Regions from separate parts of the Mus musculus genome. Here regions 1 and 2 are each linked to region 3. The links are chromatin contacts, called in public HiCAR-type and HiChIP or PLAC-seq maps. All regions are on one chromosome and are shown on one strand. The core of a region is the stretch at or near the end of the contact, and the rest is flanking DNA. Distances in the headings are between cores, read along the strand shown. Region 1 holds the start of Ltc4s (leukotriene C4 synthase). Region 2 holds the start of Rmnd5b (required for meiotic nuclear division 5 homolog B). Region 3 holds the start of Zfp354b (zinc finger protein 354B).

Region 1 (3,649 bases), core at 642-3,141, 690 kb after region 3:
CCTGTGGCCAGGCCAGAGAGAATGAACTTTGATGGGAGGACACATGGGCCTGAGAGGAAATGTAAGGTTGGCAGAGCAGAGCCTGAAGTAACACAAGACATAGACTTGTCTGTAGCCTGCACCGGCGAGCACCCACGCTCACCGCAGAGACACGCAGAGATGTTCATTTGCTGACAGGCACGCAGACAGGCACACTATCCACATGGGCATATAGGAGCATGGCCTGCCTGTATCCTATGTTCTGCCTTTTCTTTTTTTTTTTTTTTTTTTTAAAGACTCATTTATTATTATATGTAAGTACACTGTAGCTGTCCTCAGACACACCAGAAGAGGGAGTCAGATCTCGTTACGGATGGTTGTGAGCCACCATGTGGTTGCTGGGATTTGAACTCTGGACCTTCAGATAGCAGTCGGGTGCTCTTACCCACTGAGCCATCTCACCAGCCCTGTTCTGCCTTTTCAATGCCTTCCCTCCCGGAAGCTGCCCCAACTGCAGCCTCCTGAAGTTTGGAACCCAAGCATTGGCATGGTGCAGGCCCATCTTGCCCTGGAACGCCTGTGTCCTGACCATTCCTTGAGTTCAGAGCACCAGCTACTGCTATTACACGTTGGTGTAATGCAAGGACCAGCGTTGACCCAACTGTGATCTTGAGAAACCTGCAGAGCCCCAGCAGGTAGGCCTCAGATCTTCTGAGGGCAATAATGAACAAAGAGACCGAAGGGGTTCTGGGGAGTCCACAGGGACCAAGGCCTCAGGCAACGAGGACGGAGGCTGGCTGTGGGGAAGCAGAAGCTCCCAAGGGTGACCCTGTCTTATGACACCCATGATATGGCCAAGCTGGCTGCAGGGACAGGAGTGTGGCCTAGGACCTGTTAGTTCCCCAGTACACGCTCCTCTCCTGTCCTGTGCTGGTTCACGCCCTTCACCTATGGCTCCGTCCACTCTTCCAGATGGATCTGGATTTTGCCACTGCTGACCAAATCTACCTCAAACCAGCTTCATCGGAAAAGAGAAGTGGCTATTTCACAAGGAAGAACAGTCCAGGAGCACACACCACACAAGGTGGCCCCCAGGGCTCGACAACAAGAGTTTCTCAGCTTCTGTACTCTTAAGCTTCCTTTCCCAGACTGCTAATGGAAGTTTCCAGAACTGGGTCTCTCTTCTGTCAACATCGGCACACATGACTACACCACAAGTGTGGCAGTGGTGGGGAGTTGTCAGCTTTGTCTGGTGTGGAAAGGACTAGGCTAAGGAAGGGAAGGGTCAGTGCCTGGAGCCAAGTAGGATGCTGGGCAAATACACCAGCCTAGAGACAAGTATTTCCCCATAACCAAGGATAAAAAATATCATTCATGAGCCTTTGGGGCTCTGAGGGGGATGGGCCTCAGGATGCCAAGGAGGAAGAAGAACATGGGTAGGTCCATTGTGGCTGGGGACACCTGGACATTATGAAGCCATAGGGAGTTGGGAAGGGTGTGTCAGCACTAGACATTACAGAGTAGCCCTGGATGGGAATACAGACCCAGTCATCACTGGGGTAGGGGAAGTCAGGGGTGGGAGTCCAGGAGCCCAGAGCCTAGGGTAAACCCTGGATGAAGGGGAAGTCTGAAAGGCCAGTGGGAAACTACCAAGGATGCAGGGTCTAGATGATATGGTAGCTGGAAACACACAAGGCTAGAGGGGGCATGGGTGAGCAGTCAGAGGGAGCCTGGGTGAGCAGCATGAGTTCCGCCACCACAGGACTAAGCACGGAAAGGCCAGGAACAACTGGAAGGAAGTGGTCAAGCTGTCCACAGCACTGGTTTCTACCTTCCCAGCCTGGCCAGGCTCCCTGCCTTTGTGGATACAGTCATATCCCCACCCCTCCCCGCCTCTACTGCAAAGGGGTGGAGAGCGCCGAGGCTCTTCCTCTCCTGGGCCAGCGTCTGAGTAGCACACTGGGCGATAAGAAGAACACCAAAGCTAATTCTGCCTGTGGCTGGCAACATGAAGGACGAAGTGGCTCTTCTGGCTACCGTCACCCTCGTGGGAGTTCTGTTGCAAGGTGGGCTGGCTCCTGTCTGGGAGGTGGGTGGATCTTACATCCTGTAGTCTGCTCTCTTCAGGCTCCTGGGGTAGGGAATTGGGGTGCTGGCAGGCCCAGGCTCAGGAGAAGGACAGGAGGCTTCTAGGCTAGCCTCCTGGTACCAAGGTCCAAGCAATTCAAGAACTGTTGGAGGGCCAAAGTTCCAGCTGAGAAGTCCCCACTTCCCTGGAGCAGGTATAGACACTCTCTAAGGAGTGTCTACAGGGGAGGACCAGGTGAAGGATGGCCACCCTGCTGAGGGGCCACTTGAGGTGCCTGCCTTGTGGTGGGAGCTGGTATCTGTTTGGGAGTGCAATACAGTGACTAGTGGAATAGCTATGGGCTTAGGTTGGGAGAGTCCCAACTCCACGCATCTGGAGCACAGTATCTGCCAGATTTAAGGCTGGGTCCATGATGTCTAAACAGAAACTGAGACAAGAATTTATGCTATTGTGTGGTGGTACTGAGACCCAAGCTAGACTGACTCTGGCTTGTGGCAGAGTCCCTTCTGGCTGATTCTGTAGAGGGGAAACCAGGGTCCCTTAGCCACAGAACGTGTGCTTCCTTGTTCCTTAAAGAATACAGCCAATTTTGCCCTGGTCCATTGCCTACGCAGGGGGTCCAGACCTGCAGAACGGGAGGTAGGCATTTGCCTGTGCTTTGCAAGTCAAATCGTTCAGGAGTAAAGTCTTCTAAGGTTCCTCCCACCGGCAGGTGTTTCAGCCGCGCATCACCCTAGTCAATCAACCCTCAGGCCTACAGGGCCTCTCCATTGAACACCACTGATGGGGCAGGTGGGAGAAGGGCATTAGAAGAGAGTCGCTCAGTGAGAGGCAAGGAGAGGGGAACTAAGGGACGGATCCCGCTCCAGATCTGCGGAGCACCACACCTGACTCCCACACCCCCACGGCCGCAGCCTACTTCTCCCTACAGGTGATCTCTGCACGAAGGGCTTTCCACGTGTCGCCGCCGCTCACCTCTGGCCCTCCCGAGTTCGAGCGCGTCTTCCGAGCCCAGTGAGCGCGGCGGGTCCGGGCGGGTTCGGGTGTCAGCCAAGGTGAACCACGCGCTCACCCAGCCTACCCCTCGCAGGGTAAACTGCAGCGAGTACTTTCCGCTGTTCCTCGCCACACTCTGGGTCGCCGGCATCTTCTTCCACGAAGGTGCGGGGCAGCGTGGGGGCACACTTCGGGGGTGGGGGTGATCCCGGATGGCGGGAGCTCGTGCTCACCGCGTCGCCTTGCATCGACTCTCGCAGGAGCCGCAGCCCTGTGCGGACTGTTCTACCTGTTCGCGCGCCTCCGCTATTTCCAGGGATACGCGCGCTCAGCGCAACTCAGGTAACTCTGGCCGGACTTCCGGGAAAGCACTGCAGGGGAGGGTCGCTCCCCAACGCCGCTCAAAGGGTGGGAGGCGGCGATCGGCCACAGGGGACCCATGGAAAGAGATCTGGGGACAGCGGGTGGGCGGACCTAGCCCTAGCGAGCCGGTGTAGCCCGGAGTGGGAGGGGCTTGAGCCTGCGGGGCAGGCCTAGTCTGGAGGGGGAGGGCCTAGGCCTGGGGGCAGTCCTAGCATGGAGGGG
Region 2 (3,613 bases), core at 781-3,280, 700 kb before region 3:
GAGCTTTTATTCTAAAAGTTGGGGAGGCGGAGATAGGGGCAAGAAAGCAAAATCAACACATAAACACATGATTTCAAGCCAAGGCTGTAAAGAAAACAAAGCTAGATTGTGCAAGGTGGAGGAGGCGGAAAGAGGAGCATGTAATGGCTGTAGGAAAACCTGCAGTAAAAAAGAAGCTGGGGGCTGGAGAGGTGGCTCAGCGGTTAAGAGCACCAACTGTTCTTCCAGAGGTCCTGAGTTCAATTTCCAGCAACCACATGGTGGCTCACAACCATCTGTAATGGGATCTGATGCCCTCTTCTGGTGTGTCTGAAGACATCAACAGTGTACTCATAAAAACAAAAAACAAACAAACAAACAAACAAACAAAAAACCCTGCCTAGCTGGCGTGGTGGCGCACGCCTTTAATCCCAGCACTTGGGAGGCAGAGGCAGGCAGATTTCTGAATTCGAGGCCAGCCTGGTCTACAGAGTGAGTTGCAGGACAGCCAGGGCTACACAGAGAAATCCTGTCTTGAAAAGCCAGAAAAAGAAAGGAAAAAAACGGGGGCGGGGAGAGGGGAGTGCATGAGTTGCTGGAGGACCCCAGGTGATGGTGCACACACCTGTAATCTCAGTACACAGAAGGTAGAAAGAGGTCCTTCGTGATGTAAGGAGTTCAAGGCCAGTCCTGGGTAGGTATCAAAGACCCTTTCTCAAAAGATTCTCTCTCTTTCTTTCTCTCTTTCTTTCTCTCTTTCTTTCTCTTTCTTTCTTTCTTTCTTTCTTTCTTTCTTTCTTTCTTTCTTTCTTTCTTTCGACAGGGTTTCTCTGTGCAGTCCTGGCTGTCCTGGAATTCACTCTGTAGACCAGGCTGGCCTCGAACTAAAAAATCCGCCTGTCTCTGCCTCCCAAGTGCTAGGATTACAGGCATGTGCCACCACTGCCCGGTTCTTTCTTCTTTTCTTTTCTTTTTTTTTTTTTTTTTCCTGGTCTCAAACTCAGATCTGCCTGCCTTTGCCTCCGCAGTGCTGGAATTAAAAGTGTGTGCCATTACACCCGGCTCCTTCATTCTTTTTAGTTAGGGCATGTATACAACCCCTATTTCATTTTGCCCCTAAAGAGGGGCTATTTACAGAGAGCAGCTGGGCTGGGGGCTATGGATGCATAGGGTTAGGTGAGCCCGTAAGAACAAAAACCGAACTCTTAAAAATTGTGTGTGTGTGATGTGAACGTGGGTGTGCTTGCCTGTACAAGTGTGTGAGGGCCAGAGAAGGATTTGGGGAGTCTCGCTCCAACACTCTCCACTTTATTCTCTTGATCCTAGAGCTCTGCTTTTTAGCTACATTAGCTGGCAGGCAAACACAAGAATCCTTAAGTCTCTGCTAACCCCACTCCTGCAATTACAGGCCCGCGCCAGTAGGTGCGAGCCAGCTTTCTAACAGTACCTGGGATCTCAACTCAGCCCCTCACACTTGTTTTGCAAGCACTTTCCCTGTTACCTCAGACTCTTCCTTTAACATTATTTGCTAGTTCAAAATGCATCGCAGGAAATACTTAATCACTGGACCACATACATGTAATGGTCTCTTAAAATGTTCATTTTTCGGGTGCTGGGGGTGGACCAAGGGACCTGCGTGTACTTTAACCCTCCCCCTGTCCTCCCCCTCTCTCTGTCGTAGCTCAGGCTGGCCTAACTCACTTTGTATCCCTGGATCTCTGATCTTCTTATAATTATAAGATTATAGGCGGGTACCACAATACCCAGCTTTGTTTATTTTCTGAGCCAGAGTGTCGCTTTGTAGTCTAGACTGGCCTGGAACTCCCGGCGCTCGTCCTGCCTCCGTGTCCCCTATCCCAGCCTGGACATTTAAGACCTAGTTTACTGTGGTTGGGGGCCCGGATTAGGCAGGTGCGCCAGCTAATACTTCCGGTAGAAACTCGTGACAACCCGTCGGTGGTTCTGACGCGCGGAAACCCAGGTTTGCTCCGGATCGCAGAGGCCAGGCGTCCCGGCACTGCGCAGGCGCTAACTGTTGCCTGGCTCCGGCGAACGATTCATTCGGCATTCCTTGCAAAGCCGCGGGCGAGACACACTGTCTCCCCACGCTCCGCGACACCACGCATGGGCGAGCCCGGACCCACCCGAGAGGCAACCGCCGCGCCTTCCGGTTCCGATGACAGCGGCGCCGGAAGCGGGCTGAGCTGCAAGACTAGGTGACAGCCTGCCGGCTCCCGGTCCCGGGGTGCGGGGCGCCCCGACCAAAGCCTGGAGCAGTCGTCGGCCACACCCTCCAAGGGCTGGTGGAGTCGCCCGGACTCCGACGTCCCGTCCTAGTGCACCTGACTGAGTCAGAGGTAAGCAGCCAGTGGGTGGCGGGGTTCCGGCAGGGCACTGCAGGAGGGTCTCTGGGAGGATAAGTAGGAGTTTGTCAGTCTTTGCACTACTATGCGGGTCAAGTCGGGGTCGTGGCATGCCCCTAGGGTAAATGGTGGGCTTTCCTGTCCTTTCAGTTTTAGGTGAAGAAGTGACAATGTGAAACTTTCTAGTATTTGTAGGGATATGATTTGTTTGAGTGTAAAATACAGGGCATTCGATACTGTGGTTTGAAAAGATGACACGTGTGTGGAGACCTAGATAAGGAGCCAGCCATGGGAAGATGTGAGAGAGTGTTCCGAGAAGAGGATAGAGGCAGAAATAAACTGGATGTACCCTGGAACAGAAAGGCTGGTGGTGGTAGAGTGTGGCAAGTGATGGGGAGAGTCATTGGAGTGAGCATCACCAGGGAGTTTGTTTGGATAGAACTTTTGTTTTTCTTTTGTTTGTTTGTTTGTTGTCTTTGAGACAGGGTCTCTTATAGCCTAGGCTGCCCTGGAGCTTTCTAAGTAGACCAGGCTGGCCTTGAACTCACAAAGATGCATCTGCTTCTGCCTCCCATGTGTTGGGGGGTGGGGTGGGTTAAAGTCCTGCACCACCATACCCAACCTCAGATTTATTTATTTTCTTTTATAATGATGACGATGATGACAACGACGATGACGACAGCATTTCTCTACATAGCCTTGGCTGTCTTGGAATTCACTGTGTAGACCAGGCCAGTCTGAAGTCAGACAGATCTGCCTGCCTCTGCATCCTTAGTTCTGGGATTAAAGGTGTGAGTCACCACACCCAACAGATATTTTTTTTAAACTTCTTATTTCTAGGTGTATGGGGACCTTTTGCCTTCATGTGTGTCTGTGCACCACGAGATGCAGTGGATGAAGAGGGCTTCAGGGTCTCTAGAACTGGACTTACAGGAAGTTGTGACTGCCATGTGGGTGCTGAGAACAGAATCTGGGCTATTTGCAAGAGCAGCAAGTCCTCCTTAAACACCGAGCCATCTCTCCAGCCCCTCTAGTGTGAAGTTTTAACATTTCCTTCATATCTCTTTCTATCCACTGGAAGCTTTTGATTCAGGCCTTCTTAGCCAAAGGCTAGGAAATGGAGGTATTGTTTAATCAGTTAGGCCTACTCAGCCCCGTGATGGGCTAGGTCCTGCAGGGAGGGAGGGGACAAGACCAGTCTCCAGGCTTTGTTTAGCTGCTAGTCCAGTTGAGACACATCTGAAGAAGCAGTCAGGAGGATGTGGAAGTGT
Region 3 (3,672 bases), core at 527-3,026:
TGCCGCAGGAGAATTAGGAAATTCCTGTCACTGTAATGAATGCTTACAGTATTGGGTTAACGGTAGCTACAGAGAGTAGGAGCTAAGACTACTCATTCACGCCAGTGCCATGAGACCAAAACAAGAACAAGTATCTCAGAAGGTAATGGGAGGCAGAAACAGAAACTACACCTTGCAGAACTGTGAGTTCTGTTTGCAGTTAAGACAGTCAAGAAGTTCCTGGTTGTCCTGTGTTAAGTCTTTACAGGGCAAGGCTTCTCATAGTTATTAAGAAGTTTATGTTTGTCTTGTGTTAAATCCTAGTTAGTAAGTTTCTGTTTGTCCCTAGTTAAGTCCTTGTTAAATAATGTTTCTATTTGTAATTAAGAGTAACTTTGTGTTTCTTAGATCTGATGTGAACTGCTTGCAATTCCATTCAATATGTATCCTTGCCTCTGTTCCTCCCTTTTTCATTGTATCCTTTTAACTCTGGCCCCTGTGAACACCTTATCCTGTAAGAGATAAGGCTCAGCAATGGCCTGGGTGACGGGGGAGGGGTGGTGGTACCCTCCCCCACCCTGTCCCTTACCATCTGAGGTAGCACCTGGAGGGCATGAGAGTAGGAGAGCCGGTCCTGCCCTGTCACTGACTGCAGCACTCTGGAGAGCAGGCCCTACAGCTCATCTGGGCAACTCAGTGAAGATGCCCTGATGACAAAGGTGCTGGTGAGCTGACCCAAAGGCATGGGAGTAGGAGAGGTGATTCTGCCTTCTGCTGACTGTGGCATTGGGTGGCCTTGCTGAACAGTACTGGAGAGTTTACCCTGGTGATTCAGATAAGGGGCAGCCATTGAGCTCATCAACTCAGCTGCCACCCAGGCCCAGATCCAGGGCTCTGGTTGTCCCTTCCTAAAATCTGTATCATGTGTGAATTGTTGGGGCACATGAAAGGGCCAGTCCTGCCGATCCAAAGCTGTTACAGGATCTTTAACACACAGGGTGACAACAGGATAATTGGGAGGAGTCTCAGTGAGGGTCCAATATTGATGGTGTCATAGAAGCCAGAGATCTTGAACCAGATCAATGACTCATTACAACAAACATTTGCAAATGAAGATATGTGGACAGAGGGATGTACTGTATTGTGTGTCACACTGGCATACTATGGCTTCCACAATCATATTTTCTATGCTTTGGAGTGTGTGTGTGTGTGTGTGTGTGTGTGTGTGTGTGTGTTGTACATTGTACTCAGACCAGAGGTTAATATCAGGCGTCTTCATCTATCATTTTCCATTCATTCATTCATTCATTCATGTATTCATTTATTCATTCATTTTTATTTTAAATCCCAGAGTGCCAGGTTTCAGCTAGCCTTTCTTTTGCATTTTCCTGTAACACCCTCTGAGTCTAAATCAATATATAATTATTTCCACAGCTCACTGTCTACACTTTATCCTACTAAAAACCACTGCTTACCAAGTGAGGTCCCTTTTGTTCTTTGATTTATTTCAAAAGGCTTACAACATGATGTTAATACGTAACTGCCAGTCTGTTTCTGGCCGCTGTGGGCTGGCCTTACCCCATCCACACAAATGGAATTAAAATGCATACCACATCTAAGACTTCACAGAGCTAGTGACCCGGGGCCTTTTGGGAGTTTGGGGAGGGGGGGCTCTCCACCGCAGCTGCGCACCAAAGCGGTCAACTTTATATCCCAGAATCCTTGAGTCCCGAGGTAAACTACATTTCCCAGAGGCCTCTGCATCAGCTATCCTCATTATTCCCCCCTCCAGCCCCGCCCCCTGTGAGATCTATCAGGCCGCCGGGTGTCTGTGGCTCGATTCTCTGCCCTGATCTAGCTCCCCAGTCTGAGTCTCCAAGCGTGGCAGCTGCGAGCCTTCATGAGGCGTGGCGGGAGCAGGGGGGAGGTGAGCGGCCAGGCTGGAGGACACGGAGGCCTGTGGCGACTTCAGCGTGGGCCGCCATGAGTCACTGGTCCCCTTTCTGGAGTTTTCTCTGGGGATGTGGAAATTGATCCCTTGACAGCAGCAGAGCAGTTGGGTGGGCTGCACGTGGAGTGGGCCCGTGGTCAGATCTAAACGGGTGAAAAACGTTTGTGTTCCCACTGTGGCTGCACTCTGGCCTCAGTGCACTCTGATCTGAAGGGGGTTGGCACTGCCAACTGAGCTGGGGTGAACAGCATAGGGTGATGCCTGACTCGCGGAGGCATAGTGAGTCTCCTCGGTGACATGGAGTCCAGTGTCGCCTGAGTCTTGTTTCTGAAAATCTAGAGACCAGAAGAGTGGTGACCTGTCAATTCTCTGCCGCCCGCCCCCAGCTCCCGCTTTCCGTTCTGGAAGCAGAAGCGCCAGGCTCAGCTGGTGGAACGCATTCGGAGATGCGGCTTCTGAGGGGTGCGAAGCAATCTTTCTTTCTTCTTCCCTCAGATCGCATTTTTGGACACTGTACCCATCTTTGAGAAAAGCCCAGAAAGTGAGCATGGCTCCAGAGCAAAGGGAAGGGAAGTCTCAGGTGAGCGCATTGCCGTCTCAGTTCATGGCAGGAGTATTTTATATGGTTTTGGTTTTCCTTCCAGACTGAGGCTCTCCGCCCAGTAGACCCTTCACCAGGACTTGGTGCTCTTGGAGGAGCTGGTTGTCTAGGAAGCACACTGCACGCTCGCTCACAGTATATTGCGTTGCTGTTAGCTGATCCCGGTCTGTTGTGCTTACTACATTGACAGCGACATGCAGATGTCCGTTATCACTAGGGACACAGCTGGCGGAAGTCCTTTCTGGTCTGCTTCCCTCATGTTTATTTTTCTCAGCCCTCACCTGGATTGCCCATCTATTTCTTTTTGCCCTTAAGAATGCTTGCGGCGCTCCTCCATCCCGTGGTTCCCCTCCTATACTCTGTAGATCCTAGGTTTGGATTGTACCATTCTTGTGAAAACAACTACTCTTGACCTGCCATTTGGAGGAGCGGGAATATAGAGCTGCCCCCATCGAGGTGAGCTGCTGCGTGGACAGGGGAAAGCCATACTGCAGGGGACACAGTGTCAGGAGCCTCACTCTGAGAGCAAGGAGACGACTTATCAAGAAGCCATGAAGAGGGTTTCCTGGGATATTTGACAGAAAATTAGAAAGCACAGTGGGAGGCTCAAGACCGTTGATTTTTACCCTACCCCCTCTGTTACCATCTGTGGGCCTTAAATCAGTAAGTCTAACTTCTGTGTCTCAGTTCCCTTACCAATAAAATAAAAATAACAGCATCCCCTTGTAGGATTCTTGTTCTGGAGTGAGGACCGAAGCAGGAGATGGTGTGTGGGTCTTACCAGACCAGCTACACAGCTTTTTTTTTTTTTTTTTTTTTTACATTGTTGAAATGATTTCTACACATGCCTGTGTGCTGATTAGATCGGAAAGTCTTTAAGGCAAAGATTATCGTTTGTATTCTCTCCATAGTAAGTTATTTTTCCTACAGGCACTGCATGCATGTGAAAACGCAGAGTAAGGAATCTTGCTGGACATGGTGGTGCAGGGTTTTAATCCCAGTACCAGGGAGGCAGAGGCAGGTAGATCTCTGTGAGGTTGGGGCTAGTCTGGTCCACCATACCAAGTTCCAGGCCACTCAGAGCTTCATAGATTGTCTCAAAAACCAAGAACCCAAGAGACCTTTTGCCAGAAGAACTTCT

Evidence for each region. HiCAR-type assays count read pairs that join an accessible place to other places. HiChIP or PLAC-seq counts read pairs in DNA pulled down with a chosen protein or histone mark.
Region 1: a HiCAR-type map of astrocytes shows a contact between it and region 3, with 2.4 times the contacts expected there. The contact joins the promoter of Ltc4s here to the promoter of Zfp354b in region 3. A contact is called at or near these places in 1 of 39 promoter capture datasets (cranial neural crest) and 1 of 115 datasets of contacts at active chromatin or transcription factors (astrocytes).
Region 2: a contact with region 3 is called in an H3K4me3 HiChIP or PLAC-seq map of stem cell-derived neural progenitor cells, with 3 times the contacts expected there. The contact joins the promoter of Rmnd5b here to the promoter of Zfp354b in region 3. A contact is called at or near these places in 2 of 39 promoter capture datasets (cranial neural crest and hippocampal neurons) and 1 of 115 datasets of contacts at active chromatin or transcription factors (stem cell-derived neural progenitor cells).

What each region holds. Positions count from the first base shown.
Region 1 is chr11:50,236,774-50,240,422 of GRCm38.p6, reverse strand. It overlaps Ltc4s (leukotriene C4 synthase), which reads left to right and starts at 1,891. Exons shown (of 5, transcript NM_008521.2): 1 at 1,891-2,045; 2 at 2,983-3,082; 3 at 3,159-3,229; 4 at 3,325-3,406. The coding sequence starts at 1,988.
Region 2 is chr11:51,634,313-51,637,925 of GRCm38.p6, reverse strand. Rmnd5b (required for meiotic nuclear division 5 homolog B) reads left to right here and starts at 2,030. Exons shown (of 10, transcript NM_025346.1): 1 at 2,030-2,336.
Region 3 is chr11:50,929,739-50,933,410 of GRCm38.p6, reverse strand. It overlaps Zfp354b (zinc finger protein 354B), which reads left to right and starts at 1,776. Exons shown (of 5, transcript NM_013744.3): 1 at 1,776-1,906; 2 at 2,426-2,510. The coding sequence starts at 2,478.